Regions from separate parts of the Mus musculus genome. Here region 1 is linked to region 2. Evidence: chromatin contacts called from public promoter capture Hi-C data. All regions are on one chromosome and are shown on one strand. The core of a region is the stretch at or near the end of the contact, and the rest is flanking DNA. Distances in the headings are between cores, read along the strand shown. Region 1 overlaps Mfsd2b (major facilitator superfamily domain containing 2B). Region 2 overlaps Itsn2 (intersectin 2).

Region 1 (5,105 bases), core at 1,339-3,838, 180 kb before region 2:
GCACCCCACTGTGGGAGTGGGTTCTCCAGCGATTTGGGAAGAAGACATCTGCATTCGGCATCTGTGTGAGTGAAGCAAAAAGCAAGGCCTGAGGGTGGCTGAGGAGGTAACCGTGGAGTCTGAGCCTAACAGGGCTCCCTTGTATCTGCTGGGCCGAGCATGGGACCAGGTACAGGGCTGAGCTTCCTAAGGGGAAAGCAAGCCCGGAAGCAGTGAGGGGTCAGCTCACAGGTCTGTCTCCCCAGGTGATGGTGCCCTTTTCTATCTTGTTGGCTGCTGTGCCCTCAGCACCGGTGGCCTATGTTGTGGCCTTTGTCTCTGGCGTGAGCATTGCTGTGTCCCTGCTGCTACCCTGGTAGGCTGGATGATGGGACGGGGGGTTGGGGAGCCTCGTATCCCTCCATAAGGGAGTCTCTCTCCTGCTGTCCTGTTCCATGTGCAGGGCCACCAGTTACTTCCTTTTGGGCTTTTCTAAGAAGGAGCCAACATCAAAACTGAAGGGAACACAGACATACTGCTGGCTGGTTGTGGGCCTGTTCTGGGCAGAGAGGACTCCAACTTAATCTCTGCCCTCCTGAGGACTTGCAGGCTGGCTGCTGCTTTTCAAAGGGAAGAGGGCTGATCCCATGCCCCTGCCCCTAGGTCCATGCTGCCAGATGTGGTGGATGACTTTCAGCTGCAGCATCGGTGTGGCCCAGGCGTGGAGACCATCTTCTACTCATCCTACGTCTTCTTCACCAAGCTGTCAGGCGCGGGTGCCTTGGGCATCTCTACCCTCAGTTTGGAGTCAGTCCGAGGGCGGGGGTGTAGCAAAAGCACAAAAGACCAGGGGGGTGGGAAGAGAAGGTCAGAGCCTCCGCCCTAGAGCCACCCATGAGCCTGGAGTGGATGCTCGGCTCCATGGAGTGTGAGGGACTCCATCATCAGGACTAAGGGGCTCCATGGAGTGTGGGGGACTCCATCATCAGGACTAAGGGGCTCCATGGAGTGTGGGGGACTCCATCGTCAGGACTAAGGGGCTCCATGGAGTGTGGGGGACTCCATCGTCAGGACTAACGGGCTCCCAACTCCTCCCTGGTAACCTGGCTGGAAGTGAGTTTTCAGGAGAGGGTGGGGTGACATGTCTGTGGCTTCTGCACCCAAAGGGTAATGCTCAGCAAAGCTGACGAGATGAGAGAGCTGCTGCTGGTGTTTCTCCAGGTTTGCAGGGTATGAGGCAGGGGCCTGCCAGCAAGCAGAAGAAGTGGTGGTCACTCTCAAGGTCCTCATCGGTGCTGTGCCCACCTGTATGATCCTTATTGGCCTGTGCATCCTCCTGGTTGGCCCCACTCCCAAGATGCCACGTCAGGACACTTCCTCCCAGCTAAGCCTTCGGAGGTGAGCAGTGTTTGCACATGGGTACACATGGGCAGTGTTACCAACCTATCACACACACACACACACACACACACACACACACACACACACACACACACACACACTGCTCAACAGCTAACAGCAGCCTGCAGGTCCTGCCGCACTGGCCGGCTAAGTCTCCTGATTTCAGACCACTCTTTGTTCTTAGATTTCTTTCTATTTTAATTGAGCTACCTCATGAATGGGAGACGTGAGGGACCTCCCTTGTACCCCATCTATGTATGAAACCTAGACCACCTCACACCTGGTGTGTTGTCACCCTCTACCCTGCACTTCTGTCAAGTTCCACATCCCGGGACATCAGTTTTTGCACGGCTGTACTTGCTGACCCACGGGCACATCAGCCAGGTGCGGGAAGCCGGATCCTCAGCTCATCCTCTCCCTAGGCTTCTCTTTCTTGTCTCCATCTCAGAGATGGAATCACTGTCTGCACCATTGCCCAGGCCTGGGAGCCTCCTTCCCTTCTTCTCATGACTGCTGAGTGGCTGTCTGCGCTGTTCTTCCTCTACCACTCATCCCGCTACATGGGGGAGGGGTGTGTGTGCTCATGGCTTTCCCAGGATGGCACAGGAAGCTTGCAGCTGGGGATATATTACATGAATCCCGGTATCCCAGGAGCTCAGCACAGAACCTGAGGCTAAATATGTACTCAGGAAGGGTATGCTGTCTCATCAGCTCCCATCTGGTCCCGGAGATGTTCCTACTTACAGATACACATGTGGGTGTCCATGTCTGCACAGGCCACACAAGGCAGCATTATCAGCAGCCCCTCACTTCATGGCTGATGATGTCATTCTCCAGCAAAAGGGTTCAGAGGTGACACTTTCACTCTAGCAATGCCCAGAGGAGGGGACTTGCCTGATGGGACTTGGAAAGGACTGGGCTGTGCCTTTAACAGAGCTGTGAGTGGAGAGTGTTGGCAGGACGGGGAGCAGTGGCTGAAACTTGTATGGCACTCTATGACAGGGCGGAGACCCTCATCTCACCGCTCTCTTCCTCCTTGGCTTTCTCCCCTCAGGAGGACTAGCTACAGCCTTGCCTGAACTTTAAGGAGACCTCTGTGAGCTGGAAAGGAGAAACCTGCATTTTCTGGAACTCTCTAGCCCACAGCTCCTTGCCTGTTGGACCTGGATCCTTTCAGGCTTGTACCCCAGACTGCTCCACCTTCAAGAAACCTGATTCTAAAAGCATCCTCCTGGAAGGTTTCCAGCATCAGGAAGCCCTGCCTACCCTGGCCCTGTACATTCCTTTTGCTAAATGGCAGAGTTCCAACACAGGAATTCAGACACAGGCCTGGCTTGCATTCACACTCCAGTGGCCACCCGGACACAGTGCAAATGGTCAGGCTGAGGAAACAGGACATGTTGGAAGCTAAGCAGGTATTTATCCAGCATTTTGCTCTGTTCACACCAGTTGAGGTTACTTCTATCCATAGACAGAGGATGACATGGAACCATCAGAGGCCAGCTACTTTTACAAACAAATTGTGAAATATTCTGAAATTCTATGGTATATATAAAACCATATACTAGGAATTACAGTTTTCTAGGGTCTCTGTCTTTGGGGAAGAAAGATTCACTGGGGTTTATATTTTTTTAAAAAAACAAGTTTAGCTGGGTATGGTGACGCACACATGCAGTCCCAGCATTGGGGAACAGAAGCAGGAAAATCATGAGTTAGAGGCCAGCCTCCACTACATATCAAGTTTGAGGCCAGCCTGAAGAACCTGAGACCCTGTCTTCAAAGCAAATAAAAACTAAAGCTTATTTCCTACCACGTGGGTAAAATGTGACCATGGGTGCCCTACCATCCCATGCTAGAGTCCCTGGATGGGAAGCCATTAAGCATAGTTCTGGCCCCAGCCACCGATCAGGCACCGTATTGTGTGGATGAAGTAGGAAAGATCAGGGCCACCCCCAGCCCAAAAGCAAACAGCTTGTCCCTTATTGCTCTCCTCACCTCTTGCCACTCCTATCGCCTCCTTCCCTGCCACCCTGGAAGCCCATTAAACTTGGTTTCAGCCTCCAAAATAAAGACAGCTCTGCTCCACAGGACAGACTCCAGCACACACAAGAGAGAAGGAAGTTTGTACCCTGTTTCCACTTTTGCCACAAGTAACTGCTTGATTTACTTGTTTTTTCTAAAGATTTATTTCCTTTATGTGTATATGTTTGTGCCTGAGTGTACATGCATGTAGATGCCGGCAGAGACCAGCAGAGGGCATCAGAGCCCCTGGAGCTATAGTTGTGAGGGGTTGTAGGCTGCCCAGTACCGGTGCTGGTTACCAAACCCAGGCCCTCTGCAAGAGCAGCAAATGCTGCGAACAGTGTTACTTTGTTGTAGTTTGAGACAAGGTCTCATGTAGCCGAGGTTGGCTTTAAACTGATCCTGCTGCCTTTAGCACTCAAGTACCAGGATTACAAGCATGGATCACATCTGGTAATCTTGCTTTAAAAAAATCTAAGTTTAGTTGTCTAGACAAGAGGTATGTTGCGGGCTGGAGAGATGGCTCAGTGAGTAAGAGCACTTCCGAAGGTCCTGAGTTCAAATCCCAGCAACCACATGGTGGCTCACACCACCCGTAATGAGATCTGATGCCCTCTTCTGGTGTGCCTGAAGACAGCTAGAGTGTACTTATGTATATTAATAAATAAATCTTTAAAAAAAAAAAGAGGTATGTTGCTTAAGCTGGCTCAACTCCTGGGCTCAAGCAAGCCTTCTCTGTCAGCTGACTGAATAGATGGTTGTTTCTGGTTTTAACAAATATCTTGTGTACACCTCAGGATGAATATGTCAGTCAAGTTAATAATGGCTGACAAGGCACCAGCCTATAATGGTTGACACTGAAAGCTGACTTGGAGGGGTTTAGACTTGCCTGGCATAGCTGAGGGGAGAAGACCTGCCCACTGGAGGTGACGCCCTTACACAGGCTGGGGGTTTAGGCTGAAGAGAACGGAGCGAGCAAGCAGAGCTCTGCTTCCTGGTTGCAGATGCACTGTGGCTGGCTGTTTTGCGCTCCTGTCGCCATGTTTTCCAAAGCGCGGGTCTCTGAGCTAGAATAAGCCCTTCTTTCCTTGTGTGACTTGTATCAGGGTTCTTTAAAACAACATGACAAGTGGCCAGTACACTGAGACTCCCCAATGCTACGTAGCTAATGCTGAGCACTGCACTTCAAAACTCCCTTGGCTTGGCTGGCTTACTACCATTGTGACCCCCCCCTCCCCAACCCCCTTTGCTCTGCTACTCTGGCGTTCCTTAATCTTCTCTGCCTTCCCAGAGCAGTGTGATCTCACACATCCCCGTCACCCCAGAGCTCTCTGCCGAGCTTCAGCTTCCCAGACCCAGTGCCTCTGAGCGGTTCTCAGGCAGGCTCACCATCACGCATCCAAATAGAACCCGTCACCTCCCCTGTGTTGACAAACACTAGACGCTGCTATAGCAGACCAAGAACAACGCAAAATACTTCCTCCTGAAAAAAGTAGCTGCCAAAATCCTACAGCAAAATATCATTTTTTCTATGTGTGAGACAGGACTTTACTGTATACTCTAAGTTGGCTTCAAATTCACCAATGTTGGCTTAGCCTATCAAATACTGGGATCACAGGCATGCACCCTGCTTGACAGTGTTTTGGAGGGGGGACAAGGGGAGGCAGGCAGGTAGGGACTGAACCATAAATAAGCTATGAACT
Region 2 (5,018 bases), core at 713-3,212:
AAGTGATAACTTAGAATATGACACAAAGGCATAGTCTACAGGGAACTTCACAAGCTGGACTTTACTAAAATCTAAATTTTTGTTTTATGAAAGACAGGGTCAAGAGAGAGAAAAAAAGACAAGTCACAGACTGTAAGAAAATAGTTACAAACCCGACACCTGACCCAACATATACAACTAACTCAACAACAAACAAAACATCTGACTTAAAGAACAGGCCATACACCTTAGTACCTCACCAAAGAAGATGTGTAGGTGGCAAGGGAGTGCATGAACACTGCTGGGGTGCTCACCTTTAATCCTGACTGTCGGGAAGCAGAGGTAAGCACATCTCTGAATTCAGGGCCAACCAGGGCTACTGAGCAAGATCCCTCCTTAAAAAAAGGGATTCCGTATACCACCTATCTTCAGGGGAAGGTATAGTAAACAAGACCAGCGCGCATTAGCTTGGCCAGAGGCCACAACACAACAGCAAATGCTGAACGGCCTGAGGCAACAGGGATTCCTTCACTGCTGGGGCATAGCTGGAGCAACGCATGGTGCTGCCACTTTGGAACAGTGTGGCTCTTACAAAACATCACACTATGAGACCTGGAAACCATGTGCTTTGGTATTTTCCAAAGGAACCCAAAACACGGCAGAGCCAAACAATAAAATTTTAACCTGGCCATAAAATGCAATAATGTATTGATACATCCTACAACTTAGATGTTATGAGAAATAAGTCAATCACAATTGCCCACACATCTTCTAACACAGAGGAGGAATGTCCAAATCAGGCAAACACATGCAGACATAGAGTGGATTAGTGGATTCGGAGGGCTAAGGACTATGTATGTTGTGTGTATGTATGTGGTTACAAGGTGATAAGAGAGTGATAATTTAAAGGTCTTTTGAGGTGATGAAAATATTTTCTAATTGATTACAGCAATGGCTGCATGACTGTAATACATTAAGGCCACTGAGTTGTACACGTTAAAGGGGTATATGAATCACACTCAATAAGACAGTGACTATGGGCAATCTTCTCCTGGATGCTATCACCACAGGCTCTTGCTCTTATACTTCATTCTGGCCTTTTCTCTGTGTGTTTCTCCTCTTTTTACTGGTAGGAGCAATGTGCACTGCCAGACGTTATGATGATAGAGATGGCAGTAGCTTTAGCACACAAGTATATGACGTTCACAGCATGAACTCAGAAGCCAGCCTCACTAAGCCAACTTGTCCCTTATTGGGACTTTAGCTCATTTTAATTTTCCCATCTGTAAAAATGAATGAGTCATTTTGTTCATGGATCTTAAGAGAGTATCTAAGGAGTCCCATTTTTGACACAGGCAGGGTCTGCTTGTTTTCTAAATGGTAGTTCCACAGCACTCCACTCTCACAAATCCTGCTGCCTGTTATCCTGGGTCCTCCTACTTCTCAGCCCTGGCTGAAGATCACACAGGAAGATCCTTTCCCTACGGAGTCTCAACTATGGAAAAGCTACAAGTATGCACAATGGTGCCAACTCCAGCTGGTGTGCATTTAGTGCTGTGCTTCTGGGATACATCTTCCTAAATAGCTAGGCAACTCTATCAGGATAGTCCTTTATAGGAAAAACAAAACAAAACAAAAGCCAACTCACCTTCTTCCCCCACCTCTGGCTCCGTTCACGGCACAGGGATTCTATCCCACTCCCTCCCATTGCATCAGTGCCTAAGGAATACCAAGTTCCCCTTAGCTTTGACACAGTTTCTTCACTCTGATGCAGAGCAGACCAGCATCATCTGGGACACTTGGAAAACATCCCCATGCTCACGCTGAACTTCAGACCATGCTGCCTAGGACTCATTAGCATTTCAGAGCTTCCAACATGGCCAAGCTAGAGAACTGTTATCCGCACTTGTGTCTGAGCCTCTACTTTCCCGTGGCTTCACAGTTCCACCCTCACAGTACTGAAGTGTCTTATCATGCCTCCTGCCCACCCCAGCACTTTAGTGTGTGTAGATTATTCCTCATCTGCACTGAGCCAGGCTTCCTCCTACTTATCTCATGGTCTGTCAGCTGCTGCCCGCATTCCAGCAAGTCTTCTCTGCCTCACCAATCTAGGGTGCAACTAGGCACTCCTCCTCTGCTCTCCTGGTGCACAAGAAAAACAAGTCTGCCACGGTGCTGGGACTTACATTATGTGCTTCTGCCCCCATTCCATGGCAAATGCCACGCTAGCTTGTCCTCGCTCTCCTTTGGCATCTAAGAACTACTGCAGCAGGGTCTTCTGCTGCAGGGTCTTCTATTAGCCTCTTAGTTTTTACTAAAATGTCTTCTAAGTTTCTTTTGATATTTAAAAAAATTGTGGAAAAACTGCAAATAAAATATTGCTATTATCTTTGATTATAGTTATCTTCTCTATGCAACAGCATAGCAATAGCAAAGTAAAAATCTCTTTTGCTTTTGAGATATGTATAATTATCTCAAATTATGTAAATCTTGACTACTGGTCTGTACCCTGAGATTACACTAAGAGAAAAACAAAGTCCCAAAGTCACTTAATCACACTTATTATACAAATAATTAAAGTAAGACTTAAAAGGATGCTTCAAAAGAAATACACAATACAAGTAATGGAGTTTGTGTTCTTTTAATAAACACACTTGCATAGTTATATTACAATTGTGTAAAAATAAAAACAGATTATTTCATGCCAAGCGTGCCCAGCATTTGCACAATCTCAATACCTTTAATACTATAGTTTTCAAGACACACAAAATAAAAATTTAAGGCAAATACATCACTTTGCAACAAGTTAATAGTTTATTACATCACAGCAGCATCACAGCAGCATCTAATAATGCCATTCAGGCACAGGGTCTCAGTATTCTGTTACGTATTTACAAGAACTCATAACTTGGTAAATTTCATCTAAGAAAACTTGGCAAATAAAGCTTTGGACTGGACCTGCCATTTCTTTCTCTGCCTTTTCTCTCAGCCCTAATCATTTTCTTTTGAACTCTAGTATCGCGTTGTATTTTAAAACAATTACTGTTTTAAGTATTACATTATTTCAAAATTTCTCAAAGAATCAGAGAAAGTATATGATCAATAAGGTTAACTTTTAGGTTTTAAATTTTCTAAAATAACAGCTTTGGCTATAGCCTTTTCTTCACTGCTGGAACACCCATCAAGTTCAAGTGCATGCTTTAGAAATGCCTGTCACACAGTGTGCTCTTAAACTGGTGTATCCTACAAGTTCAAGTTGATCCACTGTGTTCTAATGTGTAAATTATGTCTCCAAGAAAGTCCTAAGCAACAGAAGCTGCCTTACTTTAAATCAGGAAGAAAGCAAACACACGGCTGGATGAGGGATTGCAACAGATTGCATGCACTTATAAGAACAATGTAAACGATTGTATGTCACTCATCTCCTTTCTTGCAGCTTTCTATCAGGTATGATGAAATGCCTAGAGTAGTAGTCGGTTAGCACAGTGAGTTTACTTGCTGTACTGACATTTGCTTTGATTGTTGGGCCAGTATGTGACTTACTCCGCAGGCACCTACCTGTTAAACATATTTTCAGACTGATTGCAGATGCTGAGCTCAACCTGAATGCCAGTTCCAAGAATCTATTTTGTTGTTCTGAGACAGAGTTTCTCTGTGTAACAGAGCCCTGGCTATCCTGGACTCACATGGTACACCAGGCTGGCCTCGGACTCACAGAGATCTGCCTGTCTCTGCCACTCGAGTACTGGGATTAAAGGCGTGCACCACCACACTTGGCTATAATCTACTTTTCATGATGGCGAAGTCAAGGGATTTGACCTATAAAAATACTTTTGGATAAATTTATAAGTATAGTAGAGAAGCCCCAAATAAAAATTATAAAGAAAAAAGGTACTTTATGAAACAATGCAGTTAGTTAGTGGGGCTGGCTTTCTGAGCTCAGCATAGAGAGCAGCTGGCCACACGTGGCATTTAAGGAGGTAAAGGCAGAATGTTGATGAGACAAAAAGAAAAATCAGGTGATCTATATAACGTGGAAAAGTCAGTTTGAAATCAGTCTTTGCATTGTCATTTAGTGACTGCAGGCAATTCTCTTACCCATCTGTAAATTGAAATTATTGCTTTCCTATGAATGTTATGTAAAATACTGTCATGATGGCAAGTGCTAAAATGGAGGTGGTCTAAGGACTCTACAGAACCCCCACCCAGGGAGCACACAGACATCTAATAACCTCAAGAATGTGAATGTTTCCAGTACAGATATTTGGGTTTTGTAAAACTGTAACTAAACTGTTGTTTTTTTCCCCTCAAGTCATGATTTAGGCAATGCACGATTGTAATAATTCATTCATTATATATAGGCACATTAACATAAATATTGCACAAAATATGCCTTTAAATTAAAGCGAGAGGTATAAAAGCATGGTTTACTTTCTCAAAGAATGCTGTGAGGAGTAGGACTCTAATTGTATATACACCTATCTGACATTTCACAAACAGTAGATTGCACGGCAATTTGTAAACATTTTAAACTGCATAAACTGTTCATTGATTTTCAAATATGGTTTAATACTGTATTAAAACTCATATCAGCTAAGTGCTATCACACATATTAATTTATAATAATGTCTATTATGTTTAGGGTGCTTTCCACTCAAAGGAAGAAGTAAAATTCTATGCCAAAATAGCCAATGTGGGAGACGACTATTAACCAGTAACATGTAGACAGTAACATCAATAATCGCTTAAGAAGCCTCCTGGGCACAGAGGAATGCCAGCTCTCGTGTGCTCTCCCTATGCTATGGGTCCTTGGCTAAAGCCTACATGTCGGCTTCAGGTTTGCTACAAACTCTTTAAGGTTTCCTTATGGATTTTACTAAATGCATTATGAATGCCAACAAGTGTTATTTTGTATACTAGGGTAAGTGGTCACCTGACTACAGAGGTAACATAAAGTCTACCTTAGAATATATTGTTGATATAAGTGCTCTAAGATAGGGATGGTTTCTTACCTTACCGTCAGTGATGGAAACTTTCCA

What was found. Capture Hi-C pulls out chosen DNA fragments and counts their contacts.
Region 1: a contact with region 2 is called in a promoter capture Hi-C map of liver. The contact joins two enhancer-like sites. A contact is called at or near these places in 2 of 39 promoter capture datasets (pre-B cells and stem cell-derived epiblast-like cells), 1 of 484 Hi-C or Micro-C datasets (the THB-7 cell line) and 3 of 9 other capture datasets (adipose tissue, liver and pancreatic islet).

Annotation. Positions count from the first base shown.
Region 1 is chr12:4,861,409-4,866,513 of GRCm38.p6, reverse strand. It overlaps Mfsd2b (major facilitator superfamily domain containing 2B), which reads left to right. Exons shown (of 14, transcript NM_001033488.2): 10 at 1-65; 11 at 246-355; 12 at 643-786; 13 at 1,201-1,377; 14 at 2,435-4,076. The coding sequence ends at 2,459. Among named protein-coding and RNA genes, the nearest start is that of Mfsd2b, 10 kb to the left of the region's middle. Within about 2 kb of position 2,588, at least 46 of the 459 cell types and tissues checked have an H3K27ac peak or open chromatin away from gene starts, as enhancers often do.
Region 2 is chr12:4,677,090-4,682,107 of GRCm38.p6, reverse strand. The region is part of intron 29 of Itsn2 (intersectin 2); the gene reads right to left. Among named protein-coding and RNA genes, the nearest start is that of Fam228a, 59 kb to the left of the region's middle. Within about 2 kb of position 1,962, at least 45 of the 459 cell types and tissues checked have an H3K27ac peak or open chromatin away from gene starts, as enhancers often do.